3 separate regions of the Sus scrofa genome follow, and regions 2 and 3 are each linked to region 1. A link is a contact called in public HiChIP or PLAC-seq data. All regions are on one chromosome and are shown on one strand. The core of a region is the stretch at or near the end of the contact, and the rest is flanking DNA. Distances in the headings are between cores, read along the strand shown.

Region 1 (4,756 bases), core at 1,270-3,769:
CTTCTTTCTAGGTCATATACACAGATGAGAATCACTGGAGTGACCATTTAATTGTACATAATTAAATTGTAGGCAATACAGTTAAAATTATTTGCATATAGTCAAACCATTTTAAGAACTTTCCTCTTTAAAAGTTTCCCAATCTTACATTCAGATACCCAAATCCTGTCTGTATAAACCATAACTTAAAAGTTTATGTACAAAGGCATATCATTTATTTAAAAAAAATTTTTTTAATTCATATGGGAAAAAAATTAAGTTGTTTTTGGAGTTCCCTGGTGGCTCAGCAGGTTAAGGGTCTGGCCTTGTCACTGCTGTGGCTCAGGTCACTGCTGTGGTGAGGCTTCAGTCCCTGGCCCTAGAACTTCTGCATGCATGGGCACAGCCAAAATTTTGTTTTTGTTTTATTACTAACTGATTTCAATTTGCTGTTACCTGGTGAATCTGAGATTCTCCTTACTGCTATTCCAGTATCTTGTGACCAGCCCCCTCCCCACATATTTTAAATTAGATTTGAAAACTGGCATTGTCAAAGTAGGTCTTCCCTCGTTAAAGGGTGGTCCCCTCTGCCTGTACTACACCACTGAACTTGGTTTATATTGAAACAGCAAGAACTTCTTGTTCCCATGATCCTTTGGGAGACTTGAAAAGAGGGTAAATTGTGACGTCAACTAGGCCTGGGCTCCCCCAGCAGCTCTTACTAGACTGATGACCTTAGGCAAATTACTGAAACATTGGGAGATTTCATCTGCAAAAAAAATCTGGATAATTAAACATTATTCTATGGGTTAGCATGAAGGTTCATGCAAGGATAGAATATTAGAGTATCTCGAATAATGCCCGGTAGCACCTAGTAGGCCCTCAGTAAATGTCGGTGCTCTTATATTTAGACACTTGTGGAAAAAATTCACAATGCCCTATACTCTTCAGGAGTGTATAAATTCGGCTTTGTTGGGTGATCTTTTAAAGTCAGGTTTGTGGAGTTCCTGTTGTGGAGCAGTGGAAATGAATCCAACTAGTAACCATGAGGTTGCAGGTTCAATCCCTGGCCTCGCTTAGTGGGTTAAGGATCCAGGCGTTGTGAGCTGTGGTGTAGGTCAAAGATGCAGCTTGGACCCTGCATTGCTGTGGTGTTGGCTGGCAGCTGTAGCTCCAACTCAACCCCTAGCCTGGGAACCCCCATATGTGGAGGGTACAGCCCTAAAAAGCAAAAAATAAGGTCAGATTTGTTTTTCTTAAGGGTTTTGGCCTACTTAGGAGAAAAGCTTTCTGAAATCTATTAATATTTCATTGGAGCTGTGGAGCAACAGCTGTAAAACTTGCTTGGTGGGCCCTAATTGTGATGAATAATCCATGGAATCTATTGAAATGTAATTCTTTGAAACGTGTATTATAATTAAAACTCCAGCCAATCCAAAGGCACTTTGAAACATGTTTAAAAATTTCCCAAGCCAATTAGAAAACTGCTTGGTCCAACTGTCAAGTGTAGAGAAATATGCTAATGTATGCAAAGACTACTGTTCCAGGAAGGCCTTGGCTGAATGTGACCGACACTACACACGTTCTGAGCAAACACCTCGATGATACTATGTGATACTAAATCACTGACTGTATTATTAAGGCGTCTAAATACAAAGCACAAGTGGTTAATGACAGAGTGGCAGTAACTGGAACAAGATATGGTTTGTTTTTTTAAAAGATCTTTTATCTTGAATATGACAACATTGTATGCCAACCTTGACATATTTATTTTGTGCAATAAAATAGCACAGTTACAGTATTCTTATAAAAGCAACAAGGGGTGATACCATTATGCTTTTTAATGCTAAGGGGATATTATGTTAGAAACTAAACAATTTCACTTAGGAGTTCCTGTCTTGGCTCAGTGGTTAACGAATCTGACTAGCATCCATGAGAATATGAGAATACAGGTTCGATCCCTGGCCTTGCTCAGTGGGTTAAGGATCCGGCGTTGCCATGAGCTGTGGTGTAGGTCACAGACACCGATCGGTTCCTGCATTGCTATGGCTGTGGCAGAGGCTGGCAGCTATAATTCCGATTGACCCCTAGCCTGGGAACCTCCTTATGCCCCAGCTGCGGTTCTAAAAACAACAACAACAACAACAACAACAAAAAAAAACAGAGAGAGAGAGAACAGTTTCACTTAAATAATTTAAATCTAGGGATAATTTTATTTTAAACCCATCAACTATCTGGGGTAGTCTTTCTGTTTATCAGTAGAACTTCATTGCTATATGTAATACAAACTAAATTTTTTTTTTTTGGATTTTTTTTTTTGGTCTTTTTTTGTCTTTTTAGGGCCACACCCATGGCATATGGAGGTTCCCAGGCCAGGGGTACAATTGGAGCTACAGCTGCTAGCTTATGCCAGAGCCACAGCAACACCAGATCCTAGCTGAGTCTTCGACCTACACCACAGCTCATGGCAACGCCAGATCCTTAACCCACTCACTGAGCGAGGCCAGGGATTGAACCTGCAACCTCGTGGTTCCTAGTCGGATTCGTTTCTGCTGCGCCATGAGGGGAACTCCAGTAGTACAAAATAATTTAAAATTTTAGGATATTTCTAGGGATTACATAAGTATTTTTAAAAATCCGAATCACATTTTTGTACAATTGATCTTTTACCTTGATGGTTACTTAAATTAAAAGACAACAAAACCCCCACCATATTTTTGTGGGCATTTATGGAAAAAAGTAAATGTAATTAACCTAGACCACAAAGGCACCCACCCAAAATCCACATTGTCATAATTCACATTTATTTATATGCTGTGGGTGCTGGATGGTTAAATGGAGACATCTCAACAATTTGAGATTTGAGATTAAAAACGGGTGGTAATTATACTTGACTAAATAGTGTTAAAAGTTTGGGTAGCTTGCTCTTTTTTAAACTTGTTCTATTTCACTGGATTTTTGGGTAGCTCTCTTTTTAAGACTGGGGATCACATCATGAAGATTCCACAAATGTGGGATAAAAGTATCTACATAAAAAGAAAGCAGTTGGAATTGCACGTTTTGAGAGTGACTTAGCTCCTCACCTTCATCTTGGCCACTACAGTTGGTTTTTTGGTTTTTTTTTTCCTACCTTTCAATGTTGACATACAGGTTTACAGATAAGGTTTCACAGCATTCTGGAATGGAAAGAGGGTGTTGCAAAAGAAATCTTAGTAGAATTAAAAGTTAGAATGAAATCAGTTATTTGCCAAATAACTAAAAGTGATGTTTTCGGGTTTTTTATTTAAGCATATGCAAAAAAGTATTTACTGGGACTTGTTCTAATTAGAGTTATAAAGAAATACTGTGTTTTTTGTTTTTAAATTCCCCTCCTGCCTCTCCTCCCCCCAGCTAAAACTGGATTGTGTGTGTGTGTGTGTGTGTGCGCGCAGAGCGCCTGCGGAGAATAGCACGCATCTTGTAGATCTTAAAAAAAAAAAAAAAAAAGCCAAAAAACCCTGTTTCTTGAATAAACCACTACATTTCTTGAAGTTAAAAAGAATCCCAAAGGAAACAGGAATTAACAGCTCTGGAGCTTGGGTTTTCTTAAAAAAAAATTTTTTTTTTAATTAAAAAAATCCTAATCTCCACGTTTTTTGCTAGGCGAGAACCGAAGTTTGGAGGTAGACGAGCAGGCGAGCGGTTTGCCCGGGCGCAGAGCATGAAGGCCGGGCGGGCGCGGGGAGCGGGCGCCCGCCGCCCGGCGCGGGGGTGAGCGAGAGAGAGAGCGGAGCGCGTGTGGCCGGCGCCGCTCGGCCGGGAGCTCCCGCGCCCGCGCCCCGCGCCCCGCGCCCGCCGCCGCCGCCGCCGCCGCCGCCCCTGGTGCGATGGCGCAGAAACCCCGTTGACAAGGCACTGCTTTTTCATGACGGTGAGTTTCCCTTTGAGTGTATTATAATTTTGTGATAAAAATTTCAAGGAGAAAAAAAAAAAACACACACAACCTCCTTCCTCTGCCTCTTTCCTTCGGGGAGGGGAAAAGCGAGGGAGGGGGGGCTGGAGATCTATCTCCAGACAGACAGAAAAGAAAGAGGAGCAAATTAAACACCGAGTTGCCAAAACCAGGATATTAGGTTTCAGCCCAGAGAGCTATTGGCTAAGGCTGTGTTTTTTTTTTGGGGGGGGTGGGTTTGTGGGTGGGTGATGGTGGTGGTGGGTGGATGTTTAATGGACACGGAGAAAAGGGGAATCGAGTGTTTATGTCTTTCCCAGCGATGCCCGGGCCCCGGGAAGACCAAGTTCAGTGTCTCGGGCGGGGCGCGGGCGGGCAGGGGGCGGCGGGGCCGGGCTGGGGGCGCTTCGGCGGGGTGGGGGCCCGGCGCCTTTTTTTTTTTTTTTTTTTTCCTTTTCCGCGGATGCAAATTTCTGGAGCGGGGAGAGGGAGAGCCTGGGAAGGGGGGTGGCGTGGCGGTTGGTGGTGGGGAGGAGAGGGGAGGGAAGCCTTTTAATGACTCATTGATTGAGCCGGTTTAAAATTAGTTGTGTGCGCGAGTGTGAGTGTGTTTTCCGCCCCCCCGGAGCCGCCGGGAGCCGGGAAGGAGGGAGCGGGGCTCGGCGAGGGGAGGACGGCGCGGCGGGGCCGCGAGCAGGGGGCAGGGAGGGCCAGGAGTGACGGCGGGCGAGGAAGAAAAATAAGCTTTTCCAATCTCCTCCCCTCGGTTTTCCCCCCCTCGTTGCTTTTCTCTCTCGGAAGCTCTTGGGTGTGAATCGCATTTTCTTTCTTCTCGGCAAAATGGAC
Region 2 (4,816 bases), core at 574-3,073, 200 kb before region 1:
TCTGATGTACGCTCAAGGTGTTTTTTTTGTTTTTGTTTTGCTTTTTAGGGTCACATTGGTCAAATTGGAGCTACAGCTGCCTGCCTACACCACAGCCATAGCAACATGGGATCCCAGACACATCTGCAATGTACAACACAGTTCACAGCAATGCTGGATCCCTGACCCACTGAGTGAGGCCAGGGATCAAACCCACAGCCTCATGGATACTAGTCAGATTTGTTTCTGCTGCATCACAATGGCAACTCCGCATGCTCAAGTTTGAAAACCACTGCCTTAGATGTACATGCTGAAAAAAAAGAGGAGGGTTAACAGCAAACATCCAATTCAAGAATTTAGGACAAAAGAACATTAATATCAACCCAAAAATAATAAAAGGAAGAAAAGAATGGTGTGAAGGGCAGAAAATTTCTTTACAATGTATTTTAATGGCTTTAATTCTATGTTAGGACTCTTAGGCATTATCTTTGCTTCTGGGTTGTAACGATCCCAATTTTCCTCCAGGTTGACTCTGACTGGGGAGCGCCTCACTGCAAGGAAGTTGAGCAAAGAAGAAAAGAATGTTTCAAGATCTCTCATTTAATGTCTCTCATTCTCATACATACGCATACTTTTTTTCTGGATAGAATCATAATAGGATATTAAAAATGCTTTTCCTTGGGGAAAGGGACTTGGGGTAAAAGAGGCACAATTTTCATTTTTTTCTTTCAAAATATTTCCCTTCAGTTTGAATTTATAATCCTATACATATATTACTTTTACGTTTTTAAAAATGATAACAAGGGTTATTTGTACTGTGAGATAATGGGTAACTTTTATTAAAAAAATTTAGTTAATATTATACTATTGTTAACAGCAATAACAGCAAACCAAGTCCCATATCTGGATTGGATCAGAACATTTTTTGCCTAATTCACAATTTCTTTATGGGAATAAATTAGCAGTCTCATAAAATGTGCAAGCAATTTTCTGATAAACTCTAAAGGAATCGAAAATTTGTTCTAAGAAACCCACTCACCCATATGCCAGTCAAGAACCTAATTACTTCTACCCAAATGCAATTTTCTTATCTAACAATGATTATCTATTTCTACACAATATCCCTATCAAGAGTAAATCTTTGAATTAGCTTGGTAGACTCCTTCTCCTTTGCAGCAAGATTTGTAATAATTTTTTTTTCCTGAGGCATGCATAAGTTCCTGGGCAGGTATCCAACCCTCACCACAGCTGTGACTAGAGCAGGAACAGCGACAATGATGGGTCCTTTAACCGGTAGGCCACCAGGGAACTCCCAAGATTTGAAATAAATTTTAATGAACGGTCTTAACTAAATCACTTGGAAATACATCCTTTAACAGCGTTTTAAAACGGCATGTTTTCGAGACCTTCAAAAACGTGGAAAATGTACACCTCGGTCACCAATCTAACGGAAAGAGGGGTTGATGGCTGATGGCCATAGAACTATACGAATAGAACTAATTCATTCATTCGACAAGTATTTGAGTTCGCACGTATGCCAGGCTTTCGTATTCGAGTTCTACCACGTGCTAGGTACGGTTCTAGGCTTGCGGGACAGAAATACGAACAAACGGTGTTGGGGGAATAAAACTACGGTACCCCACAGTATCTCGCGCTTCTTCCTCTTCCCGGGTGGGCGCTTCTCGCCACTAATCTCTTCCCATGATTCCAGCCGTGCGGAAAAGCCCCGCCCGCTGGTGTGCCATTTGCCTAGTCTCTTAGGAAGAGATGGACTACAACTCCCATAGTGCCATAGTGGGGCTCCTTGTAAGGGCTCCACCTCTACCCCCCCCAACCCCGGCCCTATGGAGGACGACTACAGTTCCCAGGGTGCTTTGCTTCCTATTTTGGGTGTAATTGCTTCTTTCCTGGTGCCGGACGCGGTAGAAGCGATCAAGAGTGCCAGGCCCGGGGTTCTCTGTGTCCTTCCCCGGGGTAGGGACGAGGCAGTGTCTTGACTTTTGGGCGCAGGGCCCAAGAGGGAGCGCGGGAGGCACCGTCCCTCCTGTACGCCTCACCTCACGCTACTCTCCGTCTTCTCCGACTTCCGCCGCCTGGACGGCTCCCGACCGACCGCCCGGGGCAGAGGTGGAAGTCTCGGACGCGGGGGCTGTGGCGAGGCCGCGGCCCTCGGAGCGGAGATAGCAGCGTCAGCGCTGGGGAAGCGCAGGAAGGAAGATGGCGTCGGAGCTGGAGCCCGAGGTGCAGGCCATCGACCGGAGTTTGCTGGAATGTTCGGCTGAGGAGACCGCGGGGGTGAGTGCCGGGACCCGGGCGGAGACGTCCGGCTGTCGCAGGCCGCGCCCCGGGGGAGGAACCGACTCCTGGAAATCCGGGAGCTGCCGGGCCCGGACTTGGGGTGACGACCGCGCCGGCTTCTCGGTTCTCGCCCTGTGGGTAACGGCCCAGGGAGGCCCCAGATTCTGCTCCTGTCCTTCTGTCTTTATCCACAAATAGCCCGCAAGTCTGCTGGATGCACAGCCACCTTCACGTTCCTTTTCGCGCTTCCATTATTTCTCCCAGGAAGTCCCTAACCCAGGGCCTTTGCCTTTTATGCCAACTCTTGGAAGATAGGAGGGAGAGACGCTTCCTGGTGCTTGGGGTACTTTATCCCTTCTGCTTCCTTTTCCTGAGATAAGCTGAGCCTTGCCTCCTCCTCTGAAACCTGCTACCTCACTTTGTTTCTGGGACCGCTCTAGGCACCGAAGGATGCAAACGATATCGTTCTTCCTCTTTACCCTGTTTTGTGCGTTTTTGCACCTGTTTGGTCAGTCGACAGCGTTGATGAATGTGCAGAAAGTAGTGTCTTGACACGTTTACTGAGATTGAGAAAGTAGTGGTGGAGACTGGGAGATTAAAAATAATTTTTCCAGGAGTTGGGGGTAGTTGGGTGGATAAACGAACATTATATAACTTTGAGAGAACAACTCTTAGTAAATGGATGCTAATAATGTGAAGTTTGGTCATGGTATAGTGGGGGCAGTTATGCCCCAAACTTAAAGCATTCAGACCCAGTATTGTACTGAAACTGTAATATGAATATGCTTGTATAAGTAGCAGAGTTGTAAAATAATTAACAAAACTTTATGGCATCTTTCCTTAAGAACACGGAACACCTATTAGAACAGATCGTTCGGAATGATTAAGAATGGACCCAAACAGCTGAGGCCCCACCTCTAAGGCCTTGGATTTAAAAAGCTGCTAGGAAGGGAGTGACCTTTGAACACAAGTCAACAATCTGAATGTTAGGAACAAAATTTCAGTGGTGTTCTGTAGTGAGTTATTTCGGGGTGAATTGATGACAGTAAAGTTGTAGTGGAAATAAATCACAGGAATAGAGGTGAAACATTTGAAGAAATACATTGTTGAATGATGAGTCTTTGTTTTTTTGTTTGTTTTTTAGTCTAGATGTGTTTTCATTTACTTTCTGCTTAATATTGCAACAATCCAAGGATTTTCCCCACCTGCCTTTCATTTATAAAGAGACTTGAAAAAGAAAATGAAAGTAAATAGTAAAATGGTAATGACAGTTACTGCCTATCCATGTCATCCTGTCAGTACCCATATTGACATCTAATCTCCTCAAAAAAAATTTTTTTTTTACTCCTACGGAGTTTTGTTGACCGAGCGATACAGGTTATGCACTCTAGTTTCCAAATTCTGCAAGTGCAAACTATTAAGTAATTAGAGCCTCTCCAATTTGTTGTGGTTCCTGAGGAAGCTAGTTTAAAACCGCTGCTGGAGACCAACACTCCTAGTCCTTGTGCAGTGAAATTCTCACGCAGGTATAGTAGAGGAAATTAAGGGAAATGCAATCAGAATTTATTAATTTGGCCTTAGTTTGAGTTTGTGAAGATCACAAACTCTGTTCTAGTTTTCTCTTTTCCTTGTTAGAGTTGATTCCGCACATATGACTTGCCCAGCATTTCTTAAGTCTGCCTCCATTTCATGCTCCACAGATTTGATTATATGTTCCCATAGATGATTATGACTTAAGAAGTACATATATCATTTTTCCCCCAAGTATGAAAGTAATCATATTCATTATAGAAGTTTTATGTAGTTTTGTATCTACATTGGTTACCTTATGCTTTGAAATTTTCAGTAGTTTTATATATAATTCACATAATCTTACAATTCAATTCAGTAGTTTTTAGTATATTCAGAGTTGTGTAGCCATCACCACAATCAATTTTAGAACATTTTTATCATCCTAAAAAAGAAATCCAATACCTGTTATCAGTCACTTCCTATTTTCCTCTAACCTCCCAAACCCTAGGCCGGTACTAACCTATTTTTTGTCTGCATTGATTTGTCTATTCTTGAAATTTCAAGTAGACAGTAAATAGAATCCTATAATATGTTGTCTTTTGTGACTGGCTCCTTTCACTTAGGTAGGGTTTTTAAGGTTTGTCCATGTTTTAGCGTGTATCATCAATACTTCATTCCTTTTTACTGCCAGATAATAGTCCATTATGTGGATATACCATATTTTATTTATTCATTCATCACTTGATGGAGATTTGGGTTGGTTCCACTTTGGTGAGATTTTGAACTGTGCTACCGTGAACATTTGTGTACACTTTCTTGTGGGGATGTATGTTTTCATTTCCCTTGGGCGTATATCCAGGATTGGAATTGCTGGATCAGGAATTGCTAAACTGAAGCGGCTGTATCATTTTACCTTACCAGCAGAAGTGAAGGTTTCAGGGGGCTTTGCCACATCTTGCCAACATTTATTAAATGTTGATTCTAGCCATTTGATTCTAGCCATTCTGTTTGCTGTGAAGGGGTAGCT
Region 3 (4,760 bases), core at 1,672-4,171, 230 kb after region 1:
GGAGCCCTGATGGACCAAGAGAAAGGGATGAACAAACACCCCACCCTGTGCCCCCTTTTGGGTGAACAGCAGCCCCGGGATCATTGACACAGAAGGGACCACCCTGGGGCTGACTGCTCTATGGTGTTGGTTGCCAAAGCCGGGAGGAAGGAAGCAGGGAGCAGTGCCCCAAGCATGGCTCCCCCCAACACCTATTTATTTCCTTGTTTGTACTGATGCTAGCCAGGCCCTCCCTTGTCCCTTTCAGGCACCCTGGAGGGACAAGACGCTGGGGAGGGCCGGGCTTGAGGTCCAGGGGCACAGGCAGCACAGCTTCTGGCTGTGTACATAGGGTGCTTTATTCTCCACAGAGTGATACATGCTAAGGTGGGTTGGGCCTGGGTGGATGTCCCCATATGTACAGAACTGAATAAAGTGGGTCTCTGAGAAGACGTCTGATTTGCCTTGATGTGGAGAGGGAGGTGGGGAGGATGGAGATGGACACTACAACCAGGATGCGTTCAGTCCTGTGCTGGTTCTGGCCTCGAATGCAGGGAGATAAGGCAGCCTCAGGGTGGTCACTTCCAGGCAGGGGTGGCCTGCCGGGCTTGGAGGGCCTTCTGTACCACATCTTCCCATTGGGCATCTGATATCTCCCGAGCCCAGGCAGGAACCCCTGGCGCAGGCAGGCTTACTCCAGCCATGGTCCTTTTCACCAGCTCTACGTGTTCTGAAATCACAGGCAGAGACCAGTTAGGGAATAGAAACAATGGACCCGTTCCCCTCTCCTTTGGCTAAAGGAACCCAGAGCTTTTGGGACACTGAAGTCATCTTGTGATTCCTAAGCAAGCCTGCACCACCCCCCCCTACCGCCCCACAACAAGTCTAAGAAAAGCATTTCACCTGGATTCTCAAGTTTGCAAACTTACCACAAACTGCTGCTTTAGGAACAGGGTGATCCTCTGTGACTCCCCTCTACTGGCTCTAACCAGTTCCCTTCCTCCGTAATTATTCCAGAATAAAAGAACGATCTCTTGGAGTTTCCGTTGTGGCCCAGCGGTTAACAAACCCAACTAGCATCCATGAGGACACAAGTTCGATCCCTGGCCTCACTCGTGGGTTAAGGATCCCGTGTTGCCGTGAGCTGTGGTGTAGGTCGTAGATGTGGCTTGGATCCCAAGTTGCTATGGCTCTGGCATAGGCCTGTGGCTACAGCTCCAATTGGGCCCCTAGCCTGGGATTCTCCATATGCTGTGGGTGTGGCCCTAAAAAGAAAAAAAAAAAAAAACTCTTTTACCTGGGTCCATGGGAATAGAGCTGTGGTTGCTCAATGCTGTAGCTCCCTCTTCATCTTCATCCTCACTTTCTAATGGGGGGTCTGGCAAATGAAGCCCCAAGGCCTGCAGAGCCAGAGAAGACAGTTCAGGGTCATCCCTTCAGGGATTCCAGCTTCACCTGTTCAGGAACAATGCCTCCTCCACCATACCTGGATTCGATCCTGGATATCAGCAACTACATCTTCTCCATCTCCCACTGGTGCCAGCTCCACCTCCTCTTGTTCAGGATCTTGGTTCAGGGGCTGGTAGGAGTAGCCAGCTGGGCCTGTTCCTGTTTCCTCTTGCTCTTCCTCTGGCTCCTCACTGCTCCAATCCCCAGTGCCTTCTGTAGGGCCCTGGTGTGGCCCGAGTTCTTCAGTCTGATTGGGGAAGATACGTTCAGGACCCATGATGTCTCCCCCTAGAACTACTGCTGCCATCGGGCAGGGGCTGCAAGAACATGGAGACAGGAGAACAGAGATCAGACAAAATTAGGCCCAGCTTTAGCCTGTCATCCAGTCCCGTGCGGTCTCCTCCTGCGCCCACAAAACATTGAAACGCCCAAGTTTCCTGCACCCCACAACACCTCTCCTGGACTCTCCACCTCTTGAGCTGGCTCTTATCTCCAACCAAGGCCCACTTGCCTTGCTCCGACAATTCTTAAATAACAGCCCAAGCGAAGGCCATGCCACCTTCCAAAAGACACCCCTTCGGGAACGCCCTCCCCCCCGCCCCATCCACTTAGGAACTCCGGGTCACCAAACAAGCTCCCCTAGACAAGGCATACCCGCCCCCTTCTCTCCTCTCTAAGGGATTTCCCTCTGTACCGCCTGATAAACGCCCTTCGGACCCCAGGAGATCCCTTCAAATGGCCCCAGATGTGGCGTCCCCGACCCGCCCCCACCAATTCTCGGCGCCGGTATTTGCGCGCGCCTCACCCGCTCAGAGCCCGCGGCCGAACCCCGCACCTTCACTTCCGGCGAGGCAGGACGTTCCGAGGCGGCCCCGTCCTCCAGCCCCGCCCCGCCGCGCTCATGATTGACACGAGTGAAGGCGAAGGGTCCGCCCCTTGCTCCGCCTCCACCATCTTCTCGCCAAACAAAGGACTACATTACCCGGTAGGCCCCGCGGTTGTTTGTGTTTGGTTTTGTTTTGTTTTGTTTTGTTTTTTTTAATTTTAGGGCCGCCTGTGTAGCATATGGAAGTCCCCAGGCTAGGGGTTGAATCGGAGCTACAGCTGCCCGGCCTACACCACAGCCACAGCAACACGGGATCCGAGCCGCGTCTGTTACCAACACTGCAGCTCGTGGCAAGGCCGGATCCTTAACCCACTGAGCGGGGCCAGGGATCGAACCCTCATCCTCTTGGATACTAGTCAGGTTCGTTACCACTGAGCCGCAACGCGAACTCGGCCCCGCGGTGTTTGATAGGTATAAGCACATGCGCAGACTCCTCCGACTCCTGCCCATCCTTCAGCCCCTCGCGTTCCTCCCGAAACCGATGGACTACAAATCCCGGTAGACTTCCGGCACTTAGAGCTGAATGCACGTGCGCTTACAGCTGCCCGCCGGAAGGACCGAGCCTGGCTGTGTTTATCTCGTTGGAGATCCAGTCGGCAGTTGGCGGGCAACGGGTTCAAAGCTGCAGGCAGCGCGAGGACCCGCGGCCCCGCCCCGGCCCGGCCTGGCAGGTAGCCCGTGGTGGGTTGAGGGACGAGGAAAATCATAGGGGATGGGGACGCCGATGCCTAGAGCTGAATTGTGGGGGAGGGGCCGGAGACCGATGAGGTGGGGGTGGGGAGGGGGATGACGGGAAAGGAGAGTGTTAAGGGGGAAAGAAGGGCTGGGGGAGGATGGTGGGGAAAGCGATGGGAGAGACCTGGTAACTGGAGAAGGCACTGAAGGGAACTGGAAGGAAGACTGGGTTAGGAGGAGAATGGGAAAGCTGAGGATAATGGAAGAAAAGGGCGGGGGTGTCTGGTGTTGTGGGGGCAGGGAGGTTGGAATGACTGGAAGAAGACCCGGATAGCGTCATATACAGGGAGGAATATCTCTGGCCGAAAGGGGTCAGGGGATGTTAGCTTGTTTCCCCCCTATCGAAAGAAGGAAAATGGAAGGCTGTCGGGGTGGAGCTTGGAGTTGTGGGAGAAGGAAAAAGCAGAAAACTGCAAAGCTCTCAAGAGATCTGAAAAGGCCAGAAACGGAGAGTGAAAATTGCAAGAGAATAGGAAGGGGGGCAGGTCTCTGAAAGGCATGGAAGAAGCTGGAGAATGCCGCAGTGATGGAGCACGGACGGGAGAGCCCCAGGGATCAGAGGCGCCCGGGAGATGCTGGGGCTTGTCTTTCATGAGCTTGAGTTGTCCTTTGGAGAAGACGCTGAGGGTTTTTTCCTCTACCTTTGGATGGAATTGCTTCCCTCTTGCCCAGTGAATTCTTTACTTTACCTTGATATAGCTGAAGAGGAGAGTAGAAGCTGTGAGGGAAGAGGAAGGACCCCCATTCTTAAGCTCTCCAACTTCCTTCCTATCTGTCCCCACAAGCCCAGATCCAAGAGCTTTTGGATTGAGGACGGGAGTAATGAAGTGAGAGTGGTTTCCTGCTGGGGCTATTTCAGGTTTGGCAGAGTGGGGGAGGGTTGGGGGAAGTTGGGTGGGGGCAGGGGTCTGGCAAGCCAGCTCAAAGCCCTGTGTCTTTCTTGCAAGGGACCTTCCTTTACTTGAGCTTTTTCTGTGCCTGAGGTTCGGGCTAGCTCTTCTCTCTGCCAGGGCTTCTTGAACAGGGAGCAGATGATCCACCCAAACCCAGCAGGTGCCTGCCAGCGAAGGCAGTGCCAGCTGCAAGAGGATTTGTCTAACAGAGCCTTCAAATGTACCCATTATCTCTAGGTTGGTGGGTTGTCTTGCAGAGACCATGACCGCTCATGCCTGGGTCTTTTTCTTATCCTGACCAAAGGCATTTTTGTGTTCCTGCTCCTCTCCAAGGCACATCGCCACCCCCATCCCCTTTCAGGGCCCCAAACGGGAAAAGAGCTGCTGGAAACAGCTTGTTCCTTACCACAATGGCAGGGTTGGGCAAGTGGCAAGAGGAGAAAACCCCGCCTCCCCACCCCCACCCCCTCAATCCCCGGCAGACACATACCTTTCTGGCTTAAGTTCTTGGCAGCATCCCAGGCACAGCTGTCAAAGGAACTCATCGTGCCTGTGAGGGGCCCTGGGTGACCCTGCTGACAACAGCTCAGTTGCACAAGAGCCCCCCAGGAGGGGCTAACTGTCCATGGAAGTCCCCGTCCCGGATTCATCCCACCCTGTCCTGGATAGAGGGACTGTTCCTCTCTGAAAGCCTAAAAGCTTTTCAGCTTGGAGACACTCATGCCAGCTTTCAATGGACCGTTTGGGGCTGCCTGGGCTATTCATAGCTCTGAGTATTTTGAGATCCCGCTCCCCACCTCAAAGAGCACACAGATTCT

Evidence for each region. HiChIP or PLAC-seq counts read pairs in DNA pulled down with a chosen protein or histone mark.
Region 2: an H3K27ac HiChIP or PLAC-seq map of skeletal muscle shows a contact between it and region 1. The contact joins the promoter of UBR2 here to the promoter of BICRAL in region 1. A contact is called at or near these places in 1 of 5 promoter capture datasets (fetal skeletal muscle), 1 of 47 Hi-C or Micro-C datasets (heart right ventricle) and 2 of 2 datasets of contacts at active chromatin or transcription factors (alveolar macrophages and skeletal muscle).
Region 3: a contact with region 1 is called in an H3K27ac HiChIP or PLAC-seq map of skeletal muscle. The contact joins the promoter of KLHDC3 here to the promoter of BICRAL in region 1. A contact is called at or near these places in 1 of 47 Hi-C or Micro-C datasets (liver) and 2 of 2 datasets of contacts at active chromatin or transcription factors (alveolar macrophages and skeletal muscle).

The regions. Positions count from the first base shown.
Region 1 is chr7:37,849,634-37,854,389 of Sscrofa11.1, forward strand. BICRAL (GLTSCR1-like protein) reads left to right here and starts at 2,520. Exons shown (of 13, transcript XM_021098729.1): 1 at 2,520-3,889.
Region 2 is chr7:37,653,985-37,658,800 of Sscrofa11.1, forward strand. UBR2 (E3 ubiquitin-protein ligase UBR2) reads left to right here and starts at 1,824. Exons shown (of 47, transcript XM_021098699.1): 1 at 1,824-2,274. The coding sequence starts at 2,197.
Region 3 is chr7:38,077,992-38,082,751 of Sscrofa11.1, forward strand. KLHDC3 (kelch domain containing 3) reads left to right here and starts at 2,922. Exons shown (of 10, transcript NM_001105314.1): 1 at 2,922-2,985. MEA1 (male-enhanced antigen 1) reads right to left here and starts at 2,269. Exons shown (of 4, transcript NM_001110429.1): 1 at 2,234-2,269; 2 at 1,466-1,828; 3 at 1,277-1,379; 4 at 1-709. The coding sequence starts at 1,735. The coding sequence ends at 558. It overlaps PPP2R5D (protein phosphatase 2 regulatory subunit B'delta), which reads left to right. Exons shown (of 16, transcript NM_001113451.1): 16 at 1-438.